Linked DNA regions of Sus scrofa: region 2 is linked to region 1. Evidence: chromatin contacts called from public HiChIP or PLAC-seq data. All regions are on one chromosome and are shown on one strand. The core of a region is the stretch at or near the end of the contact, and the rest is flanking DNA. Distances in the headings are between cores, read along the strand shown. Region 1 overlaps NFE2L2 (nuclear factor erythroid 2-related factor 2). Region 2 overlaps AGPS (alkyldihydroxyacetonephosphate synthase, peroxisomal).

The links. HiChIP or PLAC-seq counts read pairs in DNA pulled down with a chosen protein or histone mark.
Region 2: an H3K27ac HiChIP or PLAC-seq map of alveolar macrophages shows a contact between it and region 1. The contact joins two enhancer-like sites. A contact is called at or near these places in 2 of 47 Hi-C or Micro-C datasets (embryonic fibroblasts and epiblast stem cells) and 1 of 2 datasets of contacts at active chromatin or transcription factors (alveolar macrophages).

What each region holds. Positions count from the first base shown.
Region 1 is chr15:82,973,402-82,980,879 of Sscrofa11.1, forward strand. NFE2L2 (nuclear factor erythroid 2-related factor 2) reads right to left here. Exons shown (of 7, transcript XM_021075131.1): 4 at 4,288-4,554; 5 at 3,672-3,761; 6 at 2,617-2,808; 7 at 1-1,959. The coding sequence starts at 4,551. The coding sequence ends at 730. Among named protein-coding and RNA genes, the nearest start is that of HNRNPA3, 19 kb to the left of the region's middle. Within about 2 kb of position 5,925, at least 2 of the 83 cell types and tissues checked have an H3K27ac peak or open chromatin away from gene starts, as enhancers often do. A contact at or near this core is called in alveolar macrophages, where this site is marked.
Region 2 is chr15:83,173,593-83,180,485 of Sscrofa11.1, forward strand. It overlaps AGPS (alkyldihydroxyacetonephosphate synthase, peroxisomal), which reads left to right. Exons shown (of 20, transcript XM_021075128.1): 2 at 6,524-6,613. Among named protein-coding and RNA genes, the nearest start is that of NFE2L2, 31 kb to the left of the region's middle. Within about 2 kb of position 2,854, at least 5 of the 83 cell types and tissues checked have an H3K27ac peak or open chromatin away from gene starts, as enhancers often do. A contact at or near this core is called in alveolar macrophages, where this site is marked.

The sequences.
Region 1 (7,478 bases), core at 4,675-7,174:
CTCAAATAGACTCCTAGAACCTTTAGACTTTCCTGTGTTCCATCTTTGCTAATAGAATGGGTTTCCCACACTTTCCAAATGTTGCCACCTGGGTGCATGCTATATGTATGTCATTTTTTATTTTTTCTTGCTTCACTTGTACCTACTGCTAAAGAGGAAATCTTTTTGATACTCTCTGCCATTTTAGCATGCTTTTCATATTGTCACAGAAGATACTATGAATAAATGCAAATGAATTTCAGAGAAACACTTTAAGAGTCATATTCTTTATTAGTACCAACTTTTCAACTAAATTGTTTTTTGCCAGAGCTAAACAATTTAATATAAAAAAATGCCATTTTTGTTCATATGGTATTTATAAAAAAGTACATAGTGGTTAGTTTTGCAACAATTTGCTTTTAGCCAGATGTTGTATCGTATAAATCTGAACGTAACAAATGAGATAAGAATAGTATAAATAAGATTTTGTAGTATTTACACGTATACAGAAACTAGCCCAAATGGTGTTCTAAGAAATTAAGTTTGTAATTAAAGTGAAACTACTGATTCAGCATACTGATAACTTATTTTAATGCTTTTCAAAGTTTTATATTTTCTACACTAGTTTTGACTATAATTTTGCATAGAATTACTTATAAAGTATATTTCTGCATTTCACATCACAGTAGGAGCTTTTAGTATTAAAAAAAAAAAATCCACTAGCTCAGAAAAGGTCAGATATGCCCAAATCTAGTTTTTCTTCACATCTGGCTTCTTACTTTTGGGAACAAGGAATACATTGCCATCTCTTGTTTGCTGCAGGGAGTACTCACTTGGAGAGTAAGGCTTTCCATCTTCATCACGTAACATACTGAAGACTTCAAGGTACAAGGTGCTGAGTTGTTTTTTCAGTAGATGGAGACTTTTGTCGTTTTCTCCTTTTTCTTTGAGCAATTTTTCTTTTTCATCTTTTAAATGATCTAAATCTTGCTCCAGTTCCACTATGTTTTCCAGTTTTCTTTTTCTGCAATTTTGAGCAGCCACTTTATTCTTACCCCTCCTACGTATATCTCGAATTAATGCAAGCTGAGCCTCATTGAATTGCTCCTTGGACATCATTTCATTGAAGTCATCAACTGGGAGGTTAATAATTTTTTCTACAGGGAATGGGATATGCAGAGCTTTTGCCCTTAGCTCATCTCTTGTGAGATGAGCCTCCAAGCGGCTTGAATGTTTGTCTTTTGTGAATGGGGTTTTTCGATGACCGGGACTTATAGGCACTTCTTTCTTTGGTGTGTTTTCAGACTGGGCATCACACACTGGAGCACTATTACCCTGAGGTGGTGACAGGGGTTGGACTGTATCCCCAGAAGGTTGTACAGGCTGTGTTTTAGGACTATTTTGTTTAACGCTTCCAGGGGCACTATCTAACTCTTCCATTTCAGAATCACTGAAGCCAAGCAGTGTGTCTCCATAGATAGAAGATTCCACTGAGTGTTCTGGTGATGCCATGCTGGGACTTGGGTTTAGTGAAATGCCAGAGTCAGAATCATTGAATTCTGCTGTTGTGCTTTCACGGTGGTCTTGGTTGAAGGCTTTACAAAGAGATAGATCAGAGAGATCAATGGGCCCATACAGAAGTTCAGACAGTGACTGGCTTAAAGTAGCAGAGGAGGGCATGCTGTTGCTGGTACTGGGCTCTGCTATGAAAGCAGAATAAAATTCATCACCAAAATCTGTGTTTCCTGTTGCGTATGAATTTAATGAGTTCACTGTCATCTGGCTTGAGTCTTCTGTGGAGAGGATGCTGCTGAAGGAATCCTCGAAAGCGCTGAGAAAATGTGGACTGCAGTTACCTACTTCTTTTTCCAGTGAGGGATTTGGTGAATAGAAATGATAGTTGTCAATTTCTGTCGGTTTGGTTTCTGGACTTGGAACCGTGCTAGTCTCAGCAAGGTTGTCATTTTGAATATTAAGACACTGTGTGGAAAAGAAGTTTACACTACGTAAATCAAGGTTAAATATTTTTAATAGCTGATAATCCATACCCAATGGAAAACCCCCCACCTATATTGTCTCCAAACTTCTCTGTAATTCAGAAATAATTCCCATTTCCAACAGATGTTTGTGCCTAAGCATATGTATTTTCAGAGTTCCCAGATCAGACTTCAGGTTAATTAATTACTTTTGCTTTTTTAGGGCCTCACCTGTGGCACATGGAAGTTCCCAGGCTAGGGGTCCAACTGGAGCTGCAGCTGCCAGCCTATGCCACAGCTACAGCTACATGGGATCTGAGCCTCGACTGCGACCTACACCACAGTTCATGGAAACATCGGATCCTTAACCCACTGGTCATGGCCAGGGATTGAACCCACATTCTCATGGATACCTTTTGGGTTCGTTACTGCTGAGCCACAACAGGAACTCCCAGACTTCAGGTCTGTAACTTTATTTGTCCTCAAGATACCAGTCCATTGAACTAACAAAAGTTCACTGAAGTGAGCATAGGCAGCTCTCAGGACTAAAAGCTCACTCTAATCCTTCATTTAAGTAGGCAGTATATAAATAACTGGGATTACTGAAGGGACTAAATATAAAATAGCATCTTTGGTATTTATTATGTTAGATCTTAGTTACCTGTAATTCTGGAATGGATAATAGCTCCTCCCAAACTTGCTCAATATCCTGTTGCATGTCGTCTACCTCAGTAGTGGCTAACTGACTGACAAGAGTTTCAGGGGACTGAGCCTGGTTAGGAGCAATGAAGACTGGGCTTTCGACGTGACTGGGAATATCAGGAACAAGTGATTGAAATGTAGCCGAAGAAACCTAAAATTGAGAAGGCATTTATCTACATGAATCTGCCACCCAGCAAAATGGGTATCCCATCTTAAACTGGAATAGGCTACAGTTCGATATTTATCTACTAATAATGGTGACTGTTTTATTTTACCATTTTATGGCCACACCTGCAGCATATGGAAGTTCCCAGACTAGGGGTCAAAGTGGAGCCACTGCTGCCAGCCTACATAGCCACAGCAACACAGGATCCCAGCCACATCTGACACCTACACTGTTGCAGCAAGGCAAAATCCTTAACCCACTGGCCAAGGCCAGGGACCAAACCCACATCCCCATGGAGATTATATCAGGTTCTTAAACCACTAAGCCACAAAGGGAACTCCCTAATAATGGTGACTTCTATTTCTAGATAATGAAACACATTTTTTTCCTTGTCCAACTGACTCCAGATTTACTCATTTTACTAGCTTAATGGCTTTATCCTGTACACTGAAGATAAACTTCAAAAAAGAACAGTCTTTAGAATTTAATGTGTATTTTTCTATGTAATACCTAGTATAGTGTTTAAACAATAAATTTATTAAAACTTAATTGAACAAGTCTTGGTTTACTACCTGGTAAGCTTGCTTTTTACACATGGGAATTTATTTTTAAGTACTATAACAAATGTTTCTGCTGATCCATGCTTCTGGCTATGCAGGAGTAAACGTTTTTTGTACTATGTGGTTTTTGTTTTTGTTTTTTCCCCAATTGTAAAGTTACCTATAGGCCAAAGTTTCCATGATAAAATTTGCTCCTAAAATACTGTTTTTCATTCATGAAGACATATCAAAGGGATCAATATAGGATATATAAGGTGTGAAGATTTGCTGTTAACCAAATGTTAATACCTCATTGTCATCTACAAATGGGAATGTCTCTGCCAAAAGCTGCATGCAGTCAACAAAATACAAAGCATCTGGTTTGGGAATGTGGGCTACCTGCATAAAAGGGAAAGATATACAGGAAGAAAAAATTGTTCAGTGTTCATACAATGTTTACAGTCTAGTTAATCAGACATTTCTCTTATTGCAAAAGTCATTTTAATAAAGAGCAGACAATCAAACCAGACTATTTGGTTTCAAATCTTGGCTCCCCCAATTTCTGGGCAGGTCATTTAACCTCTTTGAGCTCCGATTGCTCATCTGTAGATAAAGTAGGATAATGGCAATTAATTCATATACTGTGTTGATTAAATGTTTCAATATCTCAAATGTTCAAATTACGTGATGTTTTTACAGTTTATAAATCTCTCTTCATGTAATTTATGTCCTAATCCTTATACTCTGAGGTAGGTCAGTCAAGGCTTGAACTTCATCAGGAGGCCAAGGTTGGGAAGTTGACTTATTAAGGTTGTTAACAGTAAAAGGCAAAGCTGGAACTCAAATTCAGATGTTTTAACTCCTGAGTCGCTATTTGTTCTTTAAACCCTGCCATGCACCTTCCCAAGAACCAAGTACCCTGTACCTGGGAATAGTCGGCAGATCCACTGGTTTCTGACGGGATGTGTTGTGCTGGCTGAATTGGGAGGAATTCGCCTGTCTCTTCATCTAGTTGTAACTGAGCGAAAAAGGCTTTCTCTTGCTCCTTTTGGAGTTGTTCTTGTCTTTCCTTCTCAAGTTTTCTCTGTTTTTCCAGCTCATGCTCCTTCCGTCGTTGACTGAAGTCAAATACTTCTCGACTTACTCCAAGGTCTATATCTTGCCTCCAAAGTATGTCAATCAAATCCATGTCCTGTGTTTAAAACAGAAAAAGAAGGAGAGAGGCCATAGTTAAAAATTTAGTTTTATTTTTAATTGATGTATATTTAATTTACAGTGTTAATTTCTGCACCAGCTTCACATTTGTTTTCTCATTACATTAGGCCGAAAAGAAGTCAGTTCTATCTCCTCTGTTCTAATTAATGGGATTTAGTTGTTCAACTGATTCAGTGGCTCCAGCTGATTTCAGTGGCAGAGAAGGTTGACCACTGTGGCTGGGGGCCAAGGTTTGGGGGAATTAAAATGGTTTTTAAATGGCGGATACCACATAATTTACACTGTCATTGCTGATGGTGGCGGGTAGGGAGATAACAAAATCTGAATGGAAACACAGATCACTTAATTCATTTTATCGTAGTAGTAGTATTTTGCTTTTGGGGCTGCACCTGCAGCATATGGAGGTTGCCATGCTAGAGGTGGAACCGGAGCTGTAGCTGCCAGCCTTCACCACAGCCACAGCAAGGCAGGATCCGAGCCATGTCTTTGACCTACACCACAGCTTTCCCACAACGTCGAATCCCTGACCCGCTGAGCACAGGCAGGGCTCAAACCCGCAGCCTCATGGATAGTTGGATTCGTTTCCGATGTGCCACAGTAGGAACTCCCTGTGTCTATTCATTTTTTTAAAAACCACTTACACAGCCATCCATTAATCACTTATTGGCTTATTAACAATTTGGGTACAGCAGAGACCACTAAAAGCAAAGTAACAAATTTTGCACATAAACGTTGAGTTAAATCCCACCCTTGTTTAACAGGATATAAAAATCAGTGCATACACACCAAGCACTGGTTTATTATGAGAAACGGTGTTTGGAAAACATGATTGAATAGGTGGAATTTTTCTAAACTTGCTCAGCAAATAGCCAATTTACAGGAGTGGGGGAAGAATCCAAGTTAAAGACTAGCAGTCAGTCAGTCTAGCAGTTGTGAAATATTCTTTTGCTCTTTCCTACAGTTGATTATCTTTTTTCTGTCCTTTCTTTTTACTAACTTTTATATTATTAAAAACCATTTTGGGAGTTCCCGTTGTGGCTCTGCGGTTAACGAACCATGAGTTCGCAGGTTTAATCCTTGGCCTCACTCAGTGGGTTAAGGATCCAGTGTTGCCATGAGCTGTGGTGTAGGTTGCAGACATGGCTTGGATCTGTATTGCTGTGGCGAAGGCCGGCAGCCACAGCTCTGCTTTGCCCCCTAGCCTGGGAGCTTCCACATGCCTTGGCTGTGGCCCTAAAAAGACAAAAACAGAAAGCAAAACAAAAAAACCATTTCGTCTTGTAGTTCCCACTGTGGCGAAACTTAATGGGCGGCATCTTGGGAGCACTGGGTTAAGGATCCAGCATTGCTGCAGCCACAGCTTAGGTCATGACTGTGGTTCAGATCTGATCCCTGGCTTGGGAACTCTATATGCTGAAAGTGAAAAATACAAACATTCCCTCTTGCTTTGACTTTTAGCTCCTGGGGTATGAACAAATTAGTTAAGTCCTAGCAAATGGTAATATGATGTGTGGGTAAGGCAAGAGATTCTCCAAAGAATTGAGAAAGGAGCAGTGTCCACTAGCCTCACTCTTGAGAAACAGTAAGTGATCCTCTTAATAATAACAAACCACACATGCTCCAAGGAAGGATGAAAGGTATTGACATTTAAGATATGAGGGGACTCTTAAAAGGGAATTGGTAGACACAGCAAGCACAAACATCAAACTTTGTGCCGCGGTTCTGATCATGGCTGGCAGCATCAGACAGCCAATGCATCCACAGCTCTACTACTTTCAGGCTCCGAAGGACAAAAACAGCATGGCTGTTGCTGCAGTGAGCAGTCAGGCTATTTCTCCCAATAAAGGCTGAACAGACCTCCCAGCCAACTGGACTGTAGAAACCACTTGATTGAAAGTTGGTGTTAGAATCTCAGATGCTGTGAAAACCCTGCTCATGAGGTTCGTTAATCTAGCTTTAAACAGTTAATATACAGTACAAAGCACACAACAGTAGGTATAGTTAAAACAGTATCTGTAGCTCTTGAGAACTGGCTTTCTGTACATCCCAAGCATTGTTCTAAATACTTTAGATATACAAACCATGAAAATCACATAAAGATAACATGTATCCCTGTTTTACAGATAAGCGTATTGAGGTTTAAAAAGAAGAGATACTACTAGAAAGTGCCAGGCAGCCTCAAACCTGGACTCAGGCTTTTTTAACCATTAGCCTACACTAAAAATATGAAACCCGATCACTGGATGATGGTTCCTAAATTGGACAGGATATAAAAACCGTTGTATATACAGACTTTGCCTTGACATCTTGGTGGTGTGAAGAAGTGGTCACTTTACAGAAGGCTGTATAGAGCAAATATCCCCTGGCTTATTTTCCTGGCAACAGTAAAAAAATAGAAATCATAGAGCATTCAGTCATACATGGCTATCTTCTCAGGGGACTCCCCACTTTAAAAAAACCGTGAGCAGAATTCCCATTTTAAACATAATTTGTTTCCATTTTAATGGACATGTTTACCCAAAGGCCCAACAGAAAGGTCAAAGATATAAAGAGAAACCTACTTTAAAATTCTAATTAGGTTGGGAGCCATCTCTTCTAAGTGAATCAAGATATAGCTGAGTATCTTGTCTGGGCCCTTCTCCAGGGCCCTTCTCCAAACTGGAGCTAACGGACTCAGGTGCTAAGGAGACAGAGCATACTCGCCCCTACTTAACAAATGCTAGCGCTACAAATTAAAAGCATATTCATGCAGTCTCAGTTGAACTCCAGTGTCTCAAAGTAAGCAGTACCTGTTCTATCCCCTAAAAAACTGACATGGAAAGCACATTGAGTTCTTCGGAAGATCTACAATAGAGAAACCCAAATACTTGTTCGTGCTCCTGGGGGCCGCTCGGACACATC
Region 2 (6,893 bases), core at 1,604-4,103, 200 kb after region 1:
CATATTTGCTTTAGGGCTCAGAGTTGTGGTAAGACGTTTTTGGATCATGGCATTTGCCTATGAATGAGTATGAGGCCTTTTTATTATTATTTCCTCAGTCTCTGATTTCTAATCCCATTTGCCCCCATCCATGGGCACCCATGAATGTTCGTGTATGTGTATACACACACACACATACACACACACGTGTAGTTTGTAAAATATGCAATATCGTTTAGCATATTTTTAATTTGCTTAAATGGTATTATGTTATAGATCATACTGTTTCTCCTTTTTTGTTTGCCGTTGTTTAAAAAAATCTCTCTATATATGTATGCGTATGTATATACATTTATTTACGTACATACACACCCCTAGCTCACTGCTTCTGATTGCTGCATGGTATTTCATGGACTTTATTTACCACTCATCCATTACTTTAGTCATGTGTCCAGCTACTCTTACAAAAAATGTTCCAGAGAATATATCACATGTTTCCTTATGGAACTGTATGTGAGCTCCTACTGAGCATATACCTGGGAGTTGTATAGTTGGCTGTTAAACATGGCATAACCTATGAAAAATTAGCACACTATTGCTCTGTGGAGTGGTTTACCAGTAATGCTTGTTGGTTTCTCTTTTCCAAGTTCTTACTACACCTTTCTGTGTCTAAAATCTTGTATTTAATCCATTTTACACTATCACATTGGATAAAATTAGACTTATTGTTCGGAAAGGCCAAATTTTTATTATGGCAACCAGAGTTTTAATTTAGGGGGGATATTGAGGGAAGATTGAAATTCGTGTTGAAGTTCAAACTGTTGCATGATAATGTCTAGGTTTTGAAAGGAGAAGCTCACTATTATCTTGTTGGGGAGAAGTGTTAAGTTGACCTGTCCAGAAGCCTGATCTTGTTAGGGTCCCAGAATCAGTCATATTAGATAGTTTGACTTGTAACTACCTTCTCTAGTGACCAAAGCCAGAGTGCCAATAGACTAATTCATGATGAAAAAAACAAAACTGTCAAGCCTCTTAAACATTTCAGTTGGCTAGTTTTTCTCTGTAGGAAATATAGTTGGAAGAGGGAGTTTGGTGAGTTTTAAAACAGGGCAAGAGGAAATATTTTAAGATTCATATGTTCGTTGGTGTCAAGCTTTCAAATCCTGATGGCATTTATCTAAGTTAAATGTTTTAATGGTCTTAGAACTGTGAGATTTGTAGTAGTTTAATTAAGTGGTGATGATCTATCCATGTCTTCTATTTGAGTTTTCTATTCTTTTTCTGTAAAGGGGCTTTCTTTTATAGTATGCATAAATTATTATGCTTATAACTAAGCTACTTAGATTAACAACTTTTTGAAATGAATTAATTCTACTGTTAGATCAAGAAACTAAGCATTGGGAGTTCTCGTCATGGCACAGTGGTTAACAAATCCGACTAGGAACCATGAGGTTGTGGGTTCGATCCCTGGCCTTGCTCAGTGGGTGAAGGATCCGGCATTCCCGTGAGCTGTGGTGTAGGTCGCAGACGTGGCTTGGATCTGGTGTTGCTGTGGCTCTGGCGTAGGTCAGTGGCTATGGCTCCAATTAGACCCCTAGCCTGGGAATCTCCATAACTGGGTGAGCGGCCCTAGAAAAGGTAAAAAGACAAAAAAAAAAAAAGAAAAAAGACAGTAAGCATTGTAAATAGCGGTATAGGAGTTTTGCCATTAAGTCTTTAGAAATAACTTTAAATGTACTTTAAAGCATGTATGTTTTAAATTAAATTTAGAATTAAACAGTATTCTGCAGATTTCATCCCTCATTAGGCCTTTGCATTTCTAATGGGAACTCAGCTTCGAGTTCCTAGTTTTTTTAAAATAAAAAAGCTAGTAGGAATATTATTTTATTTATAGGAATTTTTTGTAGCATGTCTTTTCAAGGAAATATTTATTTTATTTATCAAATCTTGGTATCTTTCTCATCTATTTGTTGTTCTTGTTCACACCCTTGGCATGCTGAAGTTCCCAGGACAGGGATTAAACAGCAGTGACCTCAGCCACAAGCAATGATAACTGCTGGATCCCCAACCTGCTGAGCCACCAAGGAACTCCCTTTCTCATCACTTTTATTTTTTACTTCACTTTCATGATTTTCTTTGGATTATTTGGATCTTAAAGCATTAAGCACATAACCAGATAGTAAGGATTTTAATCAGCACCAAAAATACCCTTGAAAGATTTAAAGAAAATTTTTAACTTCTACATATGTATGGAATTAATTTGAATTTAACTGATACCGAGCTTGGTTAATTAGAAATCAGCATTGGAGCTTAGGTTTCATACTTTAGTTTTTATTTTTCAAAAGCCCTGAAATCATATGCTCTTTTTCTTATTGTTTAAAATAGGAAAATATAGATAAAAATTTGGTTTTCATCTGAACTGAGTAGTGATGTATCTTTGTTAGAATTTTGATTATTGGGATTGTTTTGGAAAAAGATCCTTTTTTTAAGTTATCAGTTAGCTGAAGTTTTTTTTAAATTGCTAACCCAAATAAAAATAGCTCAAAGCAAATTTTTCTTTATTTTCTAATGAAAAATATGATTAGAAATAGTAATCAAAGGAAGTATACATTCATATCAGGATGCTTGCAGCTTATCACTTTTAGAGGATATTAATCTAATAATAGAATAATATTTGTAATTTGTACAGACTTAAAAGTGAAATTTTCCTATTTTAAGAATAGAATAACTCCATGATTTTCATAAAAATAATGCTAAATCTAAAATTTCTGTTAAAATTGTTGAAACAACAGCACTGTGAAATACATACTACTGAGTATGTATATCATAGGAGAATACTGCCACCTTGTGTGTATGTGATGCTATTTTATGTCTTTCTCTTTTTTTTTTTTTTTTGGTTATGCCAGATATAATACGTTTTTTCACTATTTGGTACTGTGGCCAGATGTATAAATGTGTAAAACATTGGAGTTTTTTGGTGTGTGTGTGTGGTAAAATCAATCCAGTTTTTTTTTTTTTTTTTTTCACTTGATTGGAGGGGTCGTCATGTGTTTTGTTCTAAGAATTGAAAAATCTGAGAGATCAGTCTGGTTAATTGAACTGTATGGTTAGTTGAGAATTGAATTATTTGAATCTTCAGTGCTTGTGGGATCCTTATTCTGAGTAGCACAATTAAATTCATAGTCTTACAGATAAAGGGAATACAAATCATTGTGCTTCCTGACATAACCAAATTCCTTGATTTTTAAATATTTTCCTTTCCGTCACTTCCGGAAGAATGACTATAATAATAACACGTAGTAGTGCTTAGAAAAATAGTAATGTGATGAAGAAAAGGTTCCTTTAAATCATTTTGGTTACCTAAGAGCATGACATAGTGAGTTTCAGATATTCCTCTCTAAAGAGTAAGAATGACAAGACTGGGAGATCGTTTTCTGATACAACTAGGTTAGCACTTCTCTGGGTACAAGTTTCTTCATCTGAAAAATGAGCAATTGAACTGAATGGCTTCTGAGAACCTCTGTAGCTTTAGAATTCTATGACCATGTAAAGTTTTACTCTAATTTTTGAAATGTTAGTACTATGATGCCCCTTAGTGTACTCATTACATTCTTCTATATAAGAAGTTAAAGCTTAATATAATCACATAATTGTGTTTAACAGTCATAGAAAATGTTAGTAATTTGAGGGGATACGTGTATATAAAAGTTTAAAACCGGAAGCCTAGGAAATTTGCCTACTATTTATTTAACATATGGGGTACTTTGAAAGTCTTGGGAGTTTGCATTGTGGGTAACGAACCTGACTAGTATCCATGAGAATGTGGCTTTGATCCCTAGCCCCTAGCAGTGGGTTAAGGATGTGGCATTGACCTGAGCTGCAGTATAGGTCACAGACGTGGCTTGGATCCCACGGATCCCATGTTGCTGTGGCTGTGGTGTAGGCCGGCAGCTGCAGCTTGGATTAGATTGCTAGCCTCAGCCCTAAAAAACAAAAACAGCAAAAAACAAAAAAAGAAAATGTCAGAAGATTCGTTTGGGGGTAACTTAGATTTTTACTATACACTATTTAAGCAACATTGCATTTTTTTTGGAGATACAAATGTGTTACAAATGCCTGCATTTCAACTTCTGGAAAGCCTCTAATAGTTGGTATTAATATGGCAAGGCCCATATTTTAGGCAGAATTTTGAAGTTCTTTATTACCCAACTCAACAATTTAAGTTCAAGAGTCTTAAGTTTGTAAATCTCTTTGTTTTTCAGCATACTGCAACTGGAATGTGATTATTAGAAGAAAACATTGAGCAATGTTTTAAAGCAGGCTCATCTACAGTTCCAATGCTCTGGATTTGATACTGTTTAAGGTGTTTTACAGTTTGTTTTTGTATAGGGACTATAGTATTTATTGATAACAAACTAATTTTTTTTTTTTTTTGGTGGCGCCTAAAGCAAGTGGAAGTTCCCAGGCTGAGGTTGACCCCGAGCCACTGCAGTAACTACACTGGATCCTTAACCTGCTGAGCTACTGGGGAACTCTGAAACTAATTTTAAAGAGAGCATTTCTAGTTTCTTTTTTCTTAATTTTATGTATACATGGGGATTTCATTACACAGTTAATGACTGTATTTGGTTCATTGTTTTAGTGTTCTCCTTGTTTGAAAAGTCTTTGAACTGGAAGGGAATTATGATTGTAATAAAAGGTTTGCTTGTCAGTTGTCATTTTCTTCCTTGAGAATTATGGAGAATTAGAATACTTCTCAGTGAGTACATCTTTGTTTCTTTTGGCTTTTTTTTTTTTTTTTTTTTTTTTAATTGAAGTAAGGAGTTCCCTTTGTGGCACAGTGGAAACAAATCCAGCTAGTATCCATGAGGATGCGGGTTCAATCCCTAGTCTCACTCAGTTGGGCTAAGGGTCCGGTGTTGCTGTGAGCTGTGGTGTAGGTCATAGATGCAGCTTGGATCCTATGTTGTGGTGGCTGTGGCACAGGCTGGCAGCTATAGCTCTGATTCGACCCCTAGCCTGGGAATTACCTATGCTGCAGTGCGGCCCTAAAAAACAACAACAAAAAAAATTGAAATAAAATTGACATGTAATAGTACTTTCAGGTGTGTAGAGTAATGACTTGATATTTATATATATTGTGAATTGATCACCGTAATAAGGTTAGTTAACAATCATCACCACACAGTTACAGATTTTTTTCTTGGGATGTATTTTGAAATTTTAATGCAGCAAATAACTTTATCCATAGAGAAAAGTTTTCTTCAACTATTTTCATCATAAACTACATTATTGGATTTACAGTAGGTTTCAATAGTCCAGATGTACTAGAGCACTATGCTAAAATACATAATAAATGCTAACACAGTACTTCAGTGTGGTTGCTTATTGTGTGCTGCATGGGTCTAGACCTATCTGATTCTTTCATAATGTGTAAAATTGAATGAGTGAGTCATTGATTTTCATGGAAATGATTGAAAATAACATTGTTTTGGAACACTGAAAACTGGTATGGTCATTAACTATTAATGTTAATGGGTAGGTCAAGATAGATGTTGATATTTACATGGAAGTTGAAGGATTTAGAATGTTTGTAAATCCACATTCAGATTTTTTTTTATTTTTGGCTGTGCCTATGGCATGTAAAAGTTCTCAGGCAGGGATTGGACCTGCGCTGCAGTTGCAGTCTGCATCACAACTGCATAAAACCCTGGACCCTTAACCCACTGTGTCACAAGGGAACTTCCCAGTGTTCAGTTTTTTTTTTTTTTTTTTTTTTCCTTTGTCTTTTTAGGGCTGCACCCACGGCATATGGAGGTTCCCAGGTTAGGGGTTGAATCAGAGCTGTAGCCACTGGCCTATACCACAGCCACAGTAATACAGGATCCAAGCTGCATCTGCAGCCTACACCACAGCTCACAGCAATGCTGGATCCTTAACGCACTGAGCAAGGCCAGGGATTGAACCTGTGTCCTCTTTGATGCTAGTCAGATTTGTTTCCCCTGAGCCATGATAGGAACTCCAAATTTTTAATCTACTTTATTAAAAGTGTCTACTACTAGTATTGTCACTGCTAGTGAACTTATTTTGTAAATTGGTCTTTTTCATCATAGCAGAAGATTAATAATTGTGATTTTTCTAACATTTACAAAAATTTGTTCCTATTCAAATGAATTTTGTTTTACTTGCAGACTTTTTAGGCTGTCCTGTAATGTAAACTCAGTAACATGTACGAAATTAAGCATATTTCTAATCTAAAAATATTTTTCTCCTTTGTTCTTCTTTTGCCCTTTTTCTTTTCAATGCATTAAATTTAGTGGTTAGTGCCCTTTGTGAAGCAGGTGCTGCTCAACAGAGTGATCCTATATTTAGAAGTATTAATACATAGACATTTTGGTATATATTCATTTTATTTAAAGCAACATAATATTAGTAGAATAAGTTTTTCTTTTAAATGTGAAAGTTAATAACTGTCATTGATACTATGTTTAGTTTTAAGAAGTTTAATATAGATCTCATTAATATATATTTTTCTGCTTACTAGGCAAGAAGTTATGAAATGGAATGGATGGGGATATAATGATTCCAAGTTCTTCTTCAATAAGAAAGGACAAGTTGAGTTTACTGGGAAAAGGTAACTGGTTTATTCTTTACTTCTTTTCTTTATATGAAAAAATTTAAACATAAATAACAAATATAACATGTTAAACAATAGACGTACATTGAAATAGAGAGGAGAGTGTAATTTCTTCCCTTTTGGTTGAAAAGTTGTCAACATTTTACCATAACTGCTTTTCTTTTCCTGTGGTATATCAAATTCTGACATTGTCATGTCAGTTGTAAGTATGTAAATGTAAGTTTGTATCTCTTAAAAAAAGTAAAGACCTAATATAATGAAGAATACAATACTTTTA